2 separate regions of the Zea mays genome follow, and region 2 is linked to region 1. Evidence: chromatin contacts called from public Hi-C data. All regions are on one chromosome and are shown on one strand. Each heading gives the region's core, a stretch centred on a gene start, on an enhancer-like site or on the middle of the called end of the contact. The rest is flanking DNA. Distances are from core to core; before and after follow the strand shown.

Region 1 (5,223 bases), core at 1,790-4,289:
TCCCCTCCTTAAATTGGACCTGGTTCAGTTAATCGTCAGCATATAAGTTTGATCATCTACAATATAACATGACACCTTAAATAGCTGACAAATCATCCCAAGAAATGTTAGCATCTGGTATCTGCAAACTGAAGTGTCATTTAAGAAGTGGGATGCATCAAATTTGGCAGTGAGCAAGACAAAATTGTAGAAACTAAATCCACATTTCCAACGAGTACGAAGACACAAGTAGCTAAGTGGGTAAATGACTGAAATAACTTAGTAGCACAGTATGGCAGTCCTAATTTTCAAACAAGCGATCAACTGCTGTCTTTGGGTTATACCAGAAAATGAATAATGTATCCGAACAGGCTAGCATGTCGATCGATTCATACCTCTATCCTTGATGGGCTTTGAACCTCGAAAGAGGCGGTTGCGCTGAATGAAAATGAAGCGAATGGAGTCGTAAGGGTCGAAGCATTGACTATCGTCATGATTTTGGAGTCAATTTCTTGGGATATCTGCTTTACTTTGACCAAAGGTGTTGCCCCAGCAGCTAGAATAGGCAGAAGCTCAGAATATGCTGTATATCTGCAAGCCAATGACCAAATATGGTAAGACAACCGTTTGTCCTTGAGACTCCATGTTCACAAGCAGAACATGTTGTGTGGGTGCACACACATATGTAGGCACGATCATCTATTATTTCATTGCTAAATATATCCTTGAACGGGAGGATATTATACTACTTCATTGATTAAATAGCAATGATTCATTCATCTGATGGTTACAAGCCTCTCAACTAAAACAATAAATAGGTACTAAGGCCCTGTTTGTTTCGGATTATAATCTCTCTAGATTATATAATCCAGCGCAAATAATCTAATAGGTAAACAAACACATAGATTATAAGTTCAGATTATATAATCTAAAGCCTAGATTATGATAATCTTATAATCTCCTCAAGAGTAGCTTATTTGAGATTATTTTGGCAAAAGACCCACTACCCATGGTTATGTAAATAGAAATTACAATATATGTCATTCTTCTTTCCTCACATCAAATAAACAAACAAGGGTATTGCTGTCTTTATGAATAATCTACATTTGTATAATCTAGACTATCAAACAACTACATGTAGATTATAATATGTCTAGATTATAATCTAGATTATATAGGCCCTGTTTGTTTCAGATTATAATCTCTCCAGATTATATAATCTAGCGTAAATAATCCATTAGATAAACAAACAACTAGATTATGGGTTCAGATTATATAATCTAAAGCCTAGATTATGATAATCTAATAATCTCCTCAAAAGTAGCTTATTTGAGATTATTTTGTCAAAAGACCCACTACCCATGGTTATGTAAGTAGAAATTACAATATATACCATCCTTCTTTTCTCACCTTAAATAAACAAACAAGGGTATTGTTGTCTTTGTGAATAATCTACATTTGTATAATCTAAACTACCAAACAACTACATATAGATTATAATATATCTAGATTATAATCTGGATTATATAATTTAGATTATAATCCAGATTATATAATCTATAAGCTGAAACAAACAGGCCCATAATTTAGATTATAATCCAGATTATATAATCTATAAGCTGAAACAAACAGCTCCTTGCCCTAAACAAAATCTAGTGGGGTCATGAGGAAAGGTTTATTGCATCCTACAGAAGCGTCATTTCCTGTTATGGGGGGCCTAGAGTCACGTCTTTGATTGCCAGAGATTGCACAAGTTGCATGACTAAATAAGCTGTCCAGTTCTGAATACGGAGGAATGCAGATGCGTTCGGAGCAAATGGATCGCACCATACCCAATCATTACAGGTTTCAGCGCACCTCTCAATGATTTGAATGGTATGGCTATGGCCACACGGGTGTTTATCAGCAGTAGCAACACAGCTCATCAGCACTGAATCACAAGGTTATTAAAACGGTAAAACGTTGGAACGCTCATGGGTGAAATTTTGACTAAACAACACAGGAAAAATACCAATACATCATAATTTCAGACAATAATATGAAGTTAAATACCAAAATAGAGCGGCTAGTGGCTTACCAAAACTTCACCCATGAGCTGGATTGAATCTCAAAAGTAACTAATAGACTGGACCCAAAAAGTAGCTAATGGTCTAAAATGCATAAAACACTGCGATTTACAGTTTAGAACGCCAAAACGCTAAAACGTGGTTTCAACCTCTAATTAAAGTTTTGACGTTTAAACATAGTTTAACCATCGTTTAAACGTAGTTTAAACATCGTTTAAACATAGTTTTAATAACACTGCTGAATCATCTATCGATGGACCAACCGACTAGGAACAAACAAAAGATCGAGTCACATGTTTGGGCGTAGCAAGAACTCACATGAGGATCCAGTTGCCGTCGAGGAGATCCGGCGACTCGACGGGAGCAGTAGTAGGGTTAACCGCCTCGAGCTGGGTGACTAGCTCGACGACCTCACCTCTGACCTCCGTGGACGCCCGGAAGCCGAGGTCGGAGCCGTACACCGTGTCCACCAGGCACCGCTTGAGCTCCTCCCTCTTCACCTCCTGCTCGTCCTCCTCCGCCGCCGGAGCAGGGGCCGGCGCCGGCGCCTCCGGCTCCTTTCCCCAGTCGTCGTCTGCGGAGGGGCTAGGCGGGTCCGCGGCGGAGGGCGGCTCGGGCTCAGGCACCCCGGGCTCGCCCCACTCGTCGACGACGATAGGGCGTGAGTTGCCCTCGGCAGAGTCGTCGCGGCCCCACTCGTCTTCGTCGATGGGAGGATCGGGCTGCGCGGGGGGCTCGGGGTTGTCCGGCGGCGAGCGCTCGCCCCACTCGTCTGGGATGCCCCCTCGGCCACGCCCGCGGCCGCGCCCGGTTGCCCCCGGGGGGCGGCGCAGGCGGAGGCTCGAGGTGTGGGGCCTGAGGGTGCCACGGACTAGGTGGCCGGCGGCGGGGCGGTCGAGGGAGGAGAGGGGGAGGAGGGACGCGTGGGACGCCGCGGCGAAGAGGGGAGCCATTCGATTTCGCTCGCTTGACTGACGGACTGGGATGGGAACTTGGGAAGAGTGGTCGCTCAAGGGAGGTAAAGTAACTCAGGCCCGCCCCCCCCCCCACCCACCCCCAAGCCAACAAGTGAAGAAGAGGCGCTGGCGCGCTGCGCTACGTACGTTTGTTGGGATATTGCCTCGTCTTGGAATCACATGCGGTCTTGGGCCAGGGTGACGGAGTCCCCATGGGCTTTCTCAAAGTGTCCCATGGATCTTGAGGGGATAATGAAGCTACGGCCATTTGCTGCACACGGGCCTATTAACTGCCCTTGTGGTAGTGCAGTCGGCCTCGATGTGGTGGCAGCGTGGCCTGTACGAGAGGCAGCACGAGGAGAAAGGGAGTGACTGACGAATGAGGTCGGTTTGTCAATACGAAAGACATTTAAATGATGAGAAACACAGTTGACATATACGGATTTAATTGAAAGTTTTTCAAAACCACGGTTGGTTAATCAAACGTATTTTAAATTTCTTATAATCTATACGTCAAAACTATTATTTTATATCTTAAAGCTTATAACAATTTTATTTTATTATATATATATCAACTAAAGACAACCTACAAAGGATCGAAGGGGATTAAATCCTTCTCTATTTTAATTTTTACTAGAATAGATTTATTCTTCTTCTATTTCCTTAAATTCACCTCTAAGAAATGTTTGGATTACAGGAACTAAAATAAAAGTGACTAAAGTTTAGTCACCCTAGGGCTAAAGATCTAAACATCTAGACTAGAATAGTAAAAGTGTCATTTTAGTCGCTTTTAGCTCTTATTGTTTGTATCTTTAGCCCTGAAGTAACTAAAGATTAGTCACTTTTGTTTTAGCTCTTGGGATCCAACCATGCCCTAAACCAGCCTAAGAGCATCTCCAAGGGACTCTTCATTTTTGGCTCTCTATTTTTGTCTCTATTTACCTTTCCATAAATATTTCACTCTATATGTAGCATCTCACTTCAACAGGCTATGTATATAGTATGGCTAGTCAGGGTGGCAAGCCATGTATGGCTAGTGAGGGGGCAAATTTAGAGAGTCATAGCTTGACGAGTTGATAGCTAGTTTATGGAGATTTTTTTCTGTTGAGTAGTCAAAATTTTGATTGACGAGCCATCTGGCTAATCTCTTGGAGATACTCTAAGAAGTCAGTGTCCACCCTTACGCTAACCAAGCATTACCTTGAAAAAGTCCACACACAAGCGCGTCCACACAGACGATGACCCCAACATTAACGAAAACTAGTCGGTTGCCCGTGCGTTGCGACATCTCACAACAATACCCGCATAAACTATCCACCAAAAGATCTCAAGATTTTTTATTGATTGTCTCCGCTCTTTGCATAATATTTTTTTGATTTGACTAACTGATGTTGTTGTTTACTCCATCCAATATGTCTTGGTACAACACGACCAATGAAGTGAGCGATTAGAAGAGAGTTCACAACGACTGAATGAACGAATAGAGATTATAGAATGACATAATTCCACCATACAGAGACCAAATAAGAGGAAGTTTGTGAGTTCAAGTTTCTAAAATAAGTCACATGAACTCAAACTTATAAAAAAATAGATCAAAATATGGAGTAGTTGCTAAACTGGATGCGCTCCATACAAATTATTGTACTTCGTAGCAATTACCAACGTTTAAAACCAACAAATAACATTTCCTTTTACTGTTAGTATGACAAATCATTGTTGCCCCATCCAATTCAGCAACCTCAAACACCATGGAGTCCATTGCGCCAATATGGTCTCAGAAACGACCTAATGCTTGCAAGAGCCAAGAAAACAAGAGACGAGCATCCTGTGGTAGTGACTGCATGGATCACCAAATCCTACACATTTTGCAGGATCCATGAGCCATCATTAGAATAACACAAACCATGTGCAGACAATAAATAAAGTATTAACACACCAAAATTATATTTAGTCCTTAGCACAACAAAAAACTAACACCCAAAACAATAGAGGAACAACACAATAATTTTTGCAGTGACGGAAGGATGGGTGAAAGGTACATAGAAGTGGTAGACGCATACCGAGTCTACACCGTGGTAAGGAAAAGGCCATGTAGACATGTGATGCCGAGCCATCGAATAGGCACCATATGCAGCAAATCAGTGACCTCCATCCCTCGCTTCCCCACTTCCAAGGTTTCGTAGAGCAGGAAGGGAAGGGAAGAGGCGGGCATACCTGTTCGT
Region 2 (5,223 bases), core at 2,033-4,532, 780 kb before region 1:
AATAATAGGGTTAAGATAATAGGTAGGGTTGGAGAGTTGTTCCTATAATTTAAAAAAATATTTTGCTTTTTTCGATTCTTAATTTGCCAAGTGTTTTTCTTTGCCGGGTGCTTTTTGATACTCGACAAAGTGTCCGAAAAAAGTACTCGGCAAAGAACACTTTACCGATAAAATATTTGCTGAGTGTTTTTGCCGAGTGTTACACTCGGCAAATGTTTTGCCAAGTGTAAAATAGCTTTTGCCGAGTGTCTTAGACACTCGAAGACACTAAGCAAAGAATACGATTCCGGTAGTGATAGTTGCATCTCCTAATCACGACAGTATTAGTATTTGCCATATAAATTATCCCTTTATATATATACCGTGTCACATGAGAGTTTTATCTTGTGTCACTTCAATATTTATTATATATTATAAATATTAATATATAATACATAGTTAAAGTTAAATGTATTTATATTTTCAAAAATAGCATAGACCCTGTGTAGGTATATTGGAGATTCTCTTTCGATCAGCGGATCAGGCCAAGACAAATGCATGATGCATCTTTGTGGGCGCAGGTTGTAAGATAGGAGGCATGGGTGGACTATCCTTACAACCACGTCATGTACGTACGTGTCGCGCATGCAAATTTTCCAACTAGTTCTAACGAATGGCTCCGTACAGCTGTCGCACGATGGTTCTCTTGTGCTAGGCTGCTAGCTTAGCAGCAACGTGGGAGACTGCAGCAGGACGTCCCAGTGGTCCTGGAGACTATAGTTGTCCTGCATGGTAAAGTCCGAGGTTTACCCGCCCATGGCCGGTGGTGTTTAGATCCTGTTTCTAACAAAACAATTTCAGATTTCGGAAACTATTTTACGCCTTTTTTTTTTCTTTTTGTCAAAAAATACTTTGGATGCCGATAAAGTCAGGAAAAAATGCTTTAAACCCCTCCGTCTCTTTGACGTGTGCCTAACAGTTGGATGCCATGAATTGCTAGGAGTTCAATTTTGCCTTTCTGCTCCAGCAGGCCTATCATCGAGAGAGTTTACAGGTTATAGATTGACACAGTGTTAGCAAGGGCGCCCAGCTAAGGTTACATAATTCTTAACAATTATACTATTACAACTAGAGAGGGCAACGAGGACCCGATCCTCGATTCACCGTGGGAAATTCCTTCATTAGGGCTAGTTTAGAAGTCCAAATCCCGGAGGGGATTGAATGAGCTAAAATCACCTTCTTATTAAAAATTGAATAAGGACGAGATTTTAGCCCCTCCAATCCCCTACGGATTTGAGACTCCCAAACTAGCCCTTAGAGAATGGGATGGAGAAGAAACTTCCCCCGCGGGATATAAACGGGAAAATTTAGCCTTCGACAGGTAAACGGGGATGGAGACGGGTAAGCATTCTCTATCCCCGTTCTCCATGTGGACTCATTAAACTTGCACGCGACTATGTTTTTGTGTATAGATTAACGACAAAAATAAATAATTACTGTGTCAAAAAACCACTAATTATATAAATGTGTTCATTTTGATGTATGCATAATGATTTCTTAAATCTGACGATGTGTATAAATGACAATTTTTAATATTAATAACAAAGAATGTATGTCTTAATTATAATTTAAATGGGGATGGTGATGCCCGTTGGAGATTTATCCCACGGAGAACGGGATGGGAAAGAAATGTTCCCCACAAGCGTTCGTGGGATCACCGCGGGAAAAAATCATGGCGGAAACAGGGACGGGGAGCTATTTCCCGGCGGGCAATTCACCGTTGCCGTCCCTAATTACAACAGTATATGGCGCTGTCTGTTTCCGTTTTTTACTAAACATGATTTTTGCAGCCGCTGAATCTATTCTCTAATTCTCAGTTACTAATTCAATTTTTTGATTATGGACAATATCAGAATAGGCAAAGGCGAGTTTTATCACAGGTTGTTTCGTGGGATTATACGATTCTGAACAATATGCGTGACAATAGGTAACGCCGAGATGATAGATTCATAAAACAGAAAGCCTAACTTGCTTACGTATACTTGTATAGCACTTTGTTGATCGACACTAAAGAGATGCTAAATCCTATAAGCACTTCTCCTATATTTTAGTCAGCTGAACTTTTAGATAATTAAGACAATACTTGTACAAGTAGTTAATATAATTTAATTACTATTTTATAATTTCTCTTTAGTATTATAGGTTTTTTTTATCCTCATCCAACTACAGAAATAATTATTAATTATTTTTTATTAATGTAGATCAGATTTTATCAAATATATGTTTTCATCTAATATTTTTATCGTCAAAACTAAAATTATATATTACTCCTGCCTAAATTGTCTGGTTCGCTGAACAGGGCCCATGCATGACGTCACCACGAGGTGTATGTGTGGATATGGATCGGCCCATAGATCGACGGACCTGCATTATTCTTGTCTGTTTCGACTTGGACGTGCATGCGCCGCAATCGGAAGCGCTGTCGGCCGTCCGTCCAAACGTATTTGGGGCTCTTGTTTCTTTGCGACGAAAAAAAAAGGTAAAGCGACGTGTAGTGTAGTGTAGATGTCACCAGCGCTGCAGTGCACCGGACGCACCGTGTAACGACGACTCTTTAATTTGTCGATGCACGGCCATGCCTTTGCAACAGCTAAACACATCTGCACACCACGTACATTTGTACTCCTATGTGACTAGGCAAAACTTGAGAGAAAAAACCGGCCGTTCGTGTATCTTCACTGCGAGGGTGCTGGCGTGCTGCAAGCCTGCATCTTCATGTACTCGTAGTAGTAGAGGGCTAGAGGCACGAACAGGATTACATTTAGCTTCCAAAATAAAAACAAGCAACAGTTTTGTTGGCTAGTCTGCCTCTTGTTACATGCAAGGTTCCGTCCGAGACCAGAACCGCGGCTGGGCGGCCGGGGAACTGGGTAAACCAGCGGCGGCCCAGCCCCACCACCAGCTGCAGATGCATTGCACGCACCCCGCCCAGGCGCGCACCGCACGGTCGGGCCGGCGAGTCCTTCTCTATCGTCATCGGTGCATGCCTGGTGGCGCGACTTTTACGGTGGCCCCAACACGTGGCCCCCCGCTTCACGTGCCCCTCCTCTCCCTACGCTTCCCCCTCCCCGCCTCGCCGTGCGTGATGCGTCCCACATGACCCGCGGTTGCCGACGCCGTCAATCTCGCCGTCACATGCCAAGCCTTCTATTCCGTCGTCGCCTTCATCTTCCGTCCCTTGTCTTGCTATAAAACAACACAACGAAACAAGGCGGGGGAGAAGAGAAGCCAATCCTCCATCACCGCCACCGCCCGAGCCCCGAGGCCTAGGCCCTGATCTCTGCCTACCAAACAATGGAAGCCACAGCAGCCACCTTGTCCCGCTCCGCCTCCCTCTCCGCCGGCCGCCCCCACCGCTCCCGCACCGCCAGGTTCCCGCCACCACCCCCACACCTCACCCCGCTCTCGGCTGCCGCGTCCCCGCGCGGCCTCCCGCTCCGCCGAGCCAGGTCCGACGCCGAGGTCGCCTACTTCGCGAGATCCGCCGTCCTCGTCCGCCACGCTCCGATCCCCGCCATTATCGTGGCCGACGAGGAAGAGCGCCAGGATGACAACAGCAAGGCGCCAGCAGGCCTCGACGGCGCCGGCGCCGGCAGGAACGGCAGCAGCCACCGCGGCGGCAGCGGAGGCCGTGGCGGCGGCGGCGGCGGCGGCGGCTGTGACATGGGCGAGTACTACCGCCGCGTGCTGCGGGTGGATCCCGGGAACCCGCTGCTGCTGCGCAACTACGGCAAGTACCTGCACGAGGTGGAGCGCGACCTGGCGGGCGCCGAGGGCTGCTACGCGCGCGCGCTGCTGGCGTGCCCCGGGGACGCCGACCTGCTCAGCCTCTACGGCCGCGTCATCTGGGAGGCGCGCCAGGAGAAGGACCGCGCCGCGGCCTACTTCGAGCGCGCCGTGCAGGCCGCCCCGGATGACTGGTGAGGACTACTCCGATGCTTCCAGTTCCACGCCGTGATACCTCACTCGTTCATCGATCGGTTATTGATTGGTATGGTACTGCTGTGATGGTGCAGCTACGTGCTCGGGTCCTATGCGAGCTTCCTGTGGGACGCCGAAGACGACGACGAGGAAACAGGCACCCCAGCGGTCGATGTGGTCGCGTCGTGCGACTCGCCGGCGTTGGTGCCCGCGTGCTGATCGTTGTCCGCGTGGGGTGTGGACGGTGTCCGGTGGTCACCTGCTTCATCTGCTGTGTTTTGTTAGGACTGGTGTACATATGAGGACGGATGAGGGCGGCGGAGGGAGCACCAGGGTAAATCAACTGTCACCGCCGTCTACGGAACCGGCGAAAAATAATTAACAAGGAACCTCGCCGACGGGACGAACGCGCGGCGAAAAATAACGATGGCCGCAGCAAAACGGCTGGGCCATCGACGGTCACCTCGTTTGCCTCTACTCTAATCATTACTGTTTGTGTTTGATAGATGTGTTAGTGCGACCTTGTAGCTGGATGAATAGCTGAATTTACTGAGCAGTTGATGTACTTAGGCTCCTGGTGACCTAAAATGGGTGTGCAAATGTGCAATCCTAGTGATCTAAAATCAGTAGTGTGTAATCCTGTTTTTCTACATTGATAGTCGATAGAGGACTGCCTCGCTATATAGCTTGAGCTCAATAAATCACTACTAATACTAGTACCAGTGTGTTGTTGCAGATGTGTGTACCAGTCGTATGACCGATGACCGAGTAGGCTAGAATCATACCGTGTTGGTGCTCGAGCAAGCAGGTTGGATTGTGTGCACCACTGCACTGCACCTACGCAGGCCAGCCAACTATCAGTCGGCAGTCCGCACATGCAGCGGGGTGAATGGCTACCGCACGGCGCATTGTGTTTCTGTTTCTGGGCCATTTTTCTTTTGGTGAATGGCTCCCGCACCGCGCATAGCCTTTCTGTTTCTGGCCCATTGTTTTTGGGAGAAGCAGCTTCCTCGCTTGCTGAATAATATACGCACGGAGAAGAAGCAAAATTTATAAGCTTTGATCAATAAACATTTTTGAAAAATAAAAAAAAATTACAAAGTTCGATCCACATATATTTAAACTATATTTTGGACGTTAAAATTTTTATAGTGTATCTAGGACATATTTAGCAGAGCTCCTACAGTGGAAGTATGCTCTTGTTGCTATCACAGCCAAACATTAGTAATATATTCAAAGTTAACGGTTAATTTTTTTTCTAAG

The links. Hi-C and Micro-C count contacts between places; a contact is called where the count stands out from the background.
Region 2: a Hi-C map of tassel shows a contact between it and region 1, with 2.4 times the contacts expected there. The contact joins the promoter of LOC100272480 here to the promoter of LOC100282938 in region 1. A contact is called at or near these places in 3 of 25 Hi-C or Micro-C datasets (bundle sheath, ear and tassel).

Annotation. Positions count from the first base shown.
Region 1 is chr1:102,723,506-102,728,728 of Zm-B73-REFERENCE-NAM-5.0, reverse strand. LOC100282938 reads right to left here and starts at 3,039. Exons shown (of 3, transcript NM_001155843.3): 1 at 2,364-3,039; 2 at 375-570; 3 at 1-19. The coding sequence starts at 2,998.
Region 2 is chr1:103,507,336-103,512,558 of Zm-B73-REFERENCE-NAM-5.0, reverse strand. LOC100272480 reads left to right here and starts at 3,282. Exons shown (of 1, transcript NM_001146951.1): 1 at 3,282-4,640. The coding sequence starts at 3,334. The coding sequence ends at 3,963.